Regions from separate parts of the Zea mays genome. Here region 1 is linked to region 2. A link is a contact called in public Hi-C data. All regions are on one chromosome and are shown on one strand. Each heading gives the region's core, a stretch centred on a gene start, on an enhancer-like site or on the middle of the called end of the contact. The rest is flanking DNA. Distances are from core to core; before and after follow the strand shown.

What was found. A called contact is a pair of places that touch in the nucleus more often than the background predicts.
Region 1: a Hi-C map of ear shows a contact between it and region 2, with 1.9 times the contacts expected there. The contact joins the enhancer-like site here to the promoter of LOC100216656 in region 2. A contact is called at or near these places in 2 of 25 Hi-C or Micro-C datasets (ear and leaf).

Annotation. Positions count from the first base shown.
Region 1 is chr9:33,190,344-33,194,145 of Zm-B73-REFERENCE-NAM-5.0, forward strand. It overlaps LOC100381508, which reads right to left. Exons shown (of 12, transcript NM_001361435.1): 8 at 3,198-3,712; 9 at 3,054-3,114; 10 at 2,658-2,930; 11 at 2,251-2,512; 12 at 1,610-2,140. The coding sequence ends at 1,785. Among protein-coding and RNA genes, the nearest start is that of LOC103638219, 3.2 kb to the left of the region's middle. Within about 2 kb of position 1,883, at least 7 of the 20 cell types and tissues checked have an H3K27ac peak or open chromatin away from gene starts, as enhancers often do. A contact at or near this core is called in ear, where this site is marked.
Region 2 is chr9:33,046,110-33,049,812 of Zm-B73-REFERENCE-NAM-5.0, forward strand. It overlaps LOC100216656 (Signal recognition particle protein), which reads left to right and starts at 1,801. Exons shown (of 4, transcript NM_001143067.1): 1 at 1,801-2,031; 2 at 2,133-2,201. The coding sequence starts at 1,960.

The sequences.
Region 1 (3,802 bases), core at 633-3,132, 140 kb after region 2:
TTGGAATCCACGTTCTGAGATAGTATTTTTTCAGCTTCAGAATAGAAATCATACCTTTCCCCTCTATGAGGAAATACAACACACGATCAATAAGGCCCGTAGCATCCAATCCAGGGTCATATACAACTTCAAGTACTCTGCCATCACCAGGATGGAGACATTCAATCCTACCTTTATGTGCGGGAGCAGGCGACAGCTAGAGAACTGACCATCCATGCTTGTATCGAACATCAAGCTAGACTACAGATAGGTGCGCCCTAGGAAGACCCCCAATATGCCACGCCGCCTGCGGCAACGCCCTCCGGAATGTTGTGCCTCCACTGGTCCGGGAACGTGGTCTCACAGAGAAAGAAGAAGCGGACAGCATACAGAGAGAGCTCGAGGTGCTGCTGCTGCAAGGCAATAATAATGGAGACGAACGACGACAGGTAGCTTGGAAAGAGCATGACGGTGAATGTAGCAAGGAAAAGCAGCGCAGCAGGGATATGGTCACGAGCAAGGCGAGAGAAATGGTAGCAGGGAAGAAAAGGAGCACGCTGAAGCCAAGGTTGGTGGCCTCGCTCCTTAGACGAGCCGTGTGTCGGCGACGGTGGTGGGGACGAATGAGATCCAAGGGAGTATGGTGGTGTGTCGACGACGAGGAACTTACCTCCTCCGCCTCCACAGAACCACCTCTCCGAGCGGCGAGAACACCAGATCAGCTAATCTCTGCCTCCCACGGTGAGATGCACCAAGCAGGCCGCCGGTAGACGGCTAAGTCGCCGGCGAGCGTGAGGGGAAGCGGGAGGCGGCGTGGGACAGTGATTGAGAAGCAGGGGAGAGAGAGAGAGGCCGGAGGGAGCGGACGCGAGATAGCTCAACCAGATTTGATGATAAATTCGGGTCCATCGCGTATACATCGTGGTTGTCTTCTCCATACCACGCGTCAGCGCGAGACAGGCGGAACGACCACCGAATGCGGAGAGCGTTCCGAAACGCTTCAGGTTTTAAGGAACCTGATTCAAAAAAAATAAAACTAATATCCACAATATCTAGTTACTTCTCCCCATAAAATCTGCTGATTGTTGTAAACGTGCCAACACTGCTAACCGTAATTGTGGTGTCTCGGCGTCGCGCTATACATGGTGCTGACTGCTGAGCAAGACGGCAAGGCCACTCTCTTCTGTATACGGTACGGTGTACATAGGCTGCTTAGATTTCGGGCCCATGGCAGCAGTGCCCCTTCAGGGCTGACCCTGTTTAGCCGATGGAACTGCATACATTGTAAAAAATTGATCATGTTGTATTTTGTGGTCAATGCCTATCAAGCTGACGCTGTCGTATTTATTTAGATCCGAGTTCGTTGCAAGATGCTGCTATGTTGGATGGAGTCTGGGAACTAGCCGCTTATGACTTCTGAGCATGCGCGGCTATTTTGTAAACAAAGCAAAACGTCTGTGCAACAACCACACAACCCGTACCCTTTTGGCATCCTACGCGTACTCGACCATATTTACCCACAACTATGTTCGAAACAGACAATCTACCATTAAATTTACCACCGTCAGGACTTTTATTTAAAACTAATCACTTGCTGCTTATAAAACCGTCTGTGCAGATTGCTGCAGCTCAAACGCAAATGAAGGCTTTAAATCATACTTAGTAACACGAAAGAAATACATAATGCAGTGACAATATGTCACCGCTGTAATTAATTTAGTTAGATTACTTGGTTCTTCCGCTCAACAACGTCATCAGAAACTCCAGTCCACGATTACACGAGACAATAACAGCAACCTATAAGGCTATAACGACTCCTCATCGGATGCATCCTCCTCGCTCGTGACGTCAGACTGCCCGTCCAGCTCACTGTCATCAGACGCGGTAGCAGGTTTTGCAGACATCTTGCTCAGAGCAGCAGTCTTGCTTGCTCTCTGAGAACGTGCAGCAGCAGTCATACTGGGAGTGGCTGGAACCCTGCTTGCCGATGTTGCAGGCACGTCAGCTTCTCCCGCTTCCTCGTCACTGTCATCGCTAGAGGACGGTGCCTGTCTCGCTCTTCTCCTGGCAGGAGCCGGAGGCCGGACTGACCGTGGTGCTGGTGTAGGAGGCACTGCTTGATTGGTGTCCAACTTGAAGCCATCATCGAATCCTAGTTTCTCTGAGATAACAACAAGAATAAGGTACGATAAGAACCATTAGAAATGAAAGCTTGCGAAGATGCAGAGATGGATGGACATGATTTAGGTTCTTATTTTCCATTAGACGTACTGAATATGGCATCTGCGTCATCTTGTGCAAGTTCTTCGTCTGGACAGGCATCAAGCGATCTAAGCCGTGCAGCCATTTGAGCTAGCTCCTTCCCGAGCTCCTTGTCGGAAGCCACTGAAGCAGCCAAATGATTCACAAGGCCTCTCATGCACTTGATGGCCTTCTGTTCTGATTGCCGGAATCTTAGAAGGACCACAACCTTGCACAGGGCCAAAGCATATGCTTTCCCAGCTGCGGTCTTCTTATCTGGGCAACTGGCTACCTAGAGCATTTGCACCACATGATGTCAGTTTTTCCCTAGAACTTATATAGTATAATTCACACCAAAAAAATGAGAGGATATTTGTTTGGTGTCCAGCAATATTAGAATAAAATGTACATGTATTTCCTGGATTATTCAATGATACCTCTAGTGCTATACGGATAGCAAGCCCTTCCTCGCTGATGTCAAAATTGTTTGACGCATCTGCTAAACCTGAAGCACTTTCAGAACTTTTTGAAGCTTGGTCCATACTTTCGGTTGAAAATAATTGGGTTTGCACCATTTGCACCATGAAACGAGAAGCTTGAACCGCAAGTTTCCGTCTCTTTGAAATAACATGAGTGCTACCCCCAGCATTACCATATAAACCAGGCCACATGGCTTTCATGACAGGTACAAATGCGTTGCAGATACAACTCTGTCAAAAGAAAGGCAATCAATAAATTTGATCTGAGCTTATTCAGTCGGTCAGTAAATTTGACCTGGGATAAAGTCACGTAAAATAATTTGAGCCAGTGTATGGTAAGCTTTATCAGCTTGCCTTGTGTTTATCTGAAAGTGCTGGATAGTGCTGAAAGAAGACAGACATACATTGTTTCAATCTGAAACAGAAAAAAGAAAGCATTTGTGAGAATAAAAAGAAAACAAATGTGTTTAAGTAGCAGAGGATAAATGAGCGATTGACCTTTCGAGCTCTTTAGTTTCCTCTGAGAAATACAATTTAATGAGTTTAGCGAGGATAACAGTATGCAAATCAGCAGGTATACTTGCAAAATTCCCACTGAGGAGAAGAATCTTTGCAAAACCTTCACCAAGAATGGTTGGGACATTATCATGATTGTCACCCTCTAGATCGAATTCCCAGTGATCTTTATGAAATCCAGAAAATAAAATATCAAGAACTCCAATGTTTAGATCATCATCATTCATATCAGAGAGGTCAACTTGAGTGAACTGAGATTTTTCGTAGCTAGGATCTGGCGATTCAATTCCAATGGCTCGATCTATTTCTTGTGGCCCATGCCAAGTTACAAGGTCAATCAAGGCCTTGCATGCTATGGCACTAACCAAGTCAGGCCCATTGATGAAAGATAAGCGTAGCTGCTTCACCAACTCTGCATTAGGTCTGTTCTCTAACAGTCCAAGGAGACAAAGGCATCTTAAAGCAGCCCTTTGTACATCAACATGATTTTGTTTTGCCTACATGAGATAAGATCAAAGACATAAACGTTATAATTCAGCTCAATTTAATTAATAGCCACAAGAGCAAATGTAGTGTATACAGGAGCT
Region 2 (3,703 bases), core at 551-3,050:
AATAGTAATGATTTACACCCGAGTATCGGCAATAATAAGTTCGAATAGGCCTGTATCAATTTCTAGTGTGGTATCTAATTATGGTTGGACTTAAACAAACATGATTTAGTGTTATCAGTTACCCATTACGTTACAAATATGTGAACCAAACGCCACCTTATTTGAACCAAAAGATCAAAGCTCAAATGAACTAACCTCGTATGTCGCTTTCAAATCTGAGAGGAAGATCCTGCCACAAGATATCGAGAAAGGCCAAAAGCATGGAAAACTCGTCCAAATGAGAAAATTCGACAAATAAGATCTCCCTTTCCATAAAAACATGATAAAGATTGTTCTTAAAATGCACCTCAAAGCCGCCCTCAAGGAATCATGAAACAGAAAACAAATTAAAAATGCAAATTGGAAACCAATGCAACATCCTTGAGAACATGAATGGTGCCATAAGAGACAACTTTTACCGCTAGTGTTATCCTATAAAAGTGATGTACTCCTTTTCGATCACATGGTCGAGGCTAGAAAACCATCTAGTGTTTCTAGTCATGTGGCACGAACATCTAGAATCCATGAGCCATATGTTCTCTAGGCCTTTGTCCTACATAATAGAGGGACATAGGGTGAGCAAATGGCACAACACTAGGGTTAGTAAACTGAGAAGAGTAATAGTGTTGTGGAATTTGCCCCTGAAAAGCGTTATAAAAAAACGTCAAACATCATGAGTCCCATAGGGGGTAGCGATCACCATGAGAAGAAATTCGACCATGGGGTCTTTGGTCAAATGGCACATGACCAACACCACACCGGGCTTGACCACCATATGGTCTTACTACTTAAGGCCTAGCAATCTGAGACAAAGCATCTCTAGACCTAGCAGGACACCTCTTACTATGAGGGACATGTATACCATGAGAGAGGTGATACATGTTCCTGCTGCTCACCTCAGAACCCTGCCACTCATCTCTCTTTCTCCTAAAGCAAAACTCAACCAAGTGACCATCCTTCTTGCAATACTCTAGGAAGGGGATCACTAGAGATGGTAAAGTATCAATTGGGTTCGTAAGATGGTTAAGTTTGAGAATCCACATTTGTTTTTGATGTGGGGATCTTAGAAGTTCTTTAAACACTCCATCTCATATAGTTGGGCTGATAGGTTTGGGTGGAGTGAATTTGATGGGCTAGGTAGTGGTTTTAGGTTTTCTAAGGGCTAGTTTGGGAACCCTATTTTCGCAAGGGATTTCCCTTTTCCAAGGGGAATTAATTCATTTCCCCTTATGAAAATAGGAATCACTTGGAAAAATGGAGTTCCCAAACAATACCTAAAGGTGTCAAACCACTACACTCACCAACCTCGCTATATCACACGTCACTCTCCTTTCAGATAAACGATAGAGCAGTGAAATGATTTCGCGTGCTCTTTTTAGCAGTAGAGATTATATGTAATACTAGCAAAAGTGTCTGTATGTTGCTAGTTTCTGTTTGTGTTTGAGTATATAATATAAAACACAAAGAGACTTATATTATATTCGCAAAGTATGTGTTAATGTGGGTTTGGAGCCAACAACCATGGCACAAATCCTCATTTATGTATATTATGTATAGTTTTAGCTTTTATTTTATGCCCTCGTGAATGCACGAATCTATTTTATGACAAATATATTTTTTTTAACTTATGACACAAAAAATACTTTACAAATGGAAAGATTTTCCTAGCCGTGAAACCTTTGTGTGGGCGTTTTTTGGGGTAAAATTAAACCCTTGTCCATAGAAAACGGTGGCCAAAGGCCAGGAGGGGTTGTGGCAGGCGGATGACCTGATACTCATCTGCGGCACGCATGTCCAGCACGCCGCGGCCAAGACGAGCAGCAAAGCAAACCGTATTTGTCCCGCGGCGGCCTCTTCGTCCCGCAAGGTCGCCCCACCTAGATCCGGCCACGCCGCACGTTCCCCTTTTCCGCCGCAGCGATGGTGTACGTGGATTCCTGGGACGAGTTCGTGGAGCGGTCCGTGCAGCTCTTCCGCGCCGACCCCAACACCGTACGCCGTCGTCGCCCGATCCCCTCTCTTCTCCAAATTCCTTCCTGCTCCATTCCGTGTGTCTGATCCTACCTAACCTGTTTGTGCGCGTGTGTCTGCAGACCCGCTACGTGATGAAGTATCGGCACTGCGAGGGGAAGCTCGTGCTCAAGGTCACTGATGACCGCGAGGTACTACCTTATCCTAAGCTGTATTTACTCAGAGGAGCTGATTGATGATACACTTGTTATTTATAGCTTATAGAATTGGGTGATCGAAGGGTAAGATCACACACCTTGATAAGTGATCCTACCATTGGATCTATGTTGTGTGTTCCGTGAGAGGTTGTCAGATGTGTTATTTTTTAAATGTGATGGTTGGATATATAGGAGCAGGTGCCCTGAAATTCAGTATTCTGAAAATGTATTGGGCAACCAGTGGCACCTGGTTAATCATATGAAAGACAATAGGATCTATCTGATTCTTTAGTATGCCAAATCTGAGAATTGTGCATCATTAGTGAACATTAGTATTGCTGTGTTGCTGTTGGACTTAGATCATAAGTTCTTTTGTTGGATGGATCTGTATGAACTTCAGGTATTCATATATTTTGTTACTGAAATAGTATATGTATATTTTTTTGTGACTCTTTTATATATCAAGTAATGTTTGTGACAATGCATTATGGTTGCACAACTGATTTCTCCCAACAGTTTGAGGTATTTCGTAAGCAAATTGTGCTGAAGGTTAAATAATATATATTGGAGCCATGTAAGTATAGGTTTCATAGCTGAAATTCATCCCTGCACACTGCCTTTATATGATAGATCTTCAGCTATATATAATTGAACAATGGTAGTTACATGAGGGATGTTCACTTTCAGAGTAAATGCTTTATTAGACAGCATTTTATTGGAACATTTTTCAACGAACAGACGTGCTTGTAACCAAACATGAAACATATATGGTATTTGGTAAGCATTTGACCGCTACCGAGGCTTCTCTGGTTCACTTGTTATTTTATATAAATGGCAATGGTGCAGATTTTTACCATAGTCACAAAGTTCTCGGGTCGAGGGACGAGGTTTAATATTTTTAAAGAGTACGGTACGAGGGGTGTATACCTCTTCGGGACGTGAATCTTAATTTGGATACATGAATCTGAGTACGATGGATCAATGTTCCCGGATCGGTTCAACATATTAAGGCTCGCGATCCTTGTGTGTTTGGGTCGATGATCCCGGGACAATTAAAAACAGATTGATACACGATCCAAATGATTTTGGTTCACTACTTAATTTGCTACTAATATAAAATGAAGACATCAAATTTTCCATATGCCGAAAGTCTGAAACTGGATAATTTAGTTTGAGTTACATTAAACATAATTTCATAGTTATATAAAATATGGGAAATGGACTTGGAGTCTTGACTTCTGCACTCTGCTGCAGTCCTATTCATCAACATCGTCTTGCAGATTCTTCCAACGTAGCCTTTCGAGCTTCAATCCTGATTCATCCAAGATAGTGTTATTTGGATCTGCATCCCACCTGTAACTAGGTCCTGCTTTGTAGCACTCTTTTTTTTCTTGAATACGCAGGAGAGCTGCGTATTTTTGTATTAAGAAGAAGAAGAAAGGGGGAGAAAACCCCGGTACATAGTTGTTACATTTGGTCATTTGCCTAACAACACC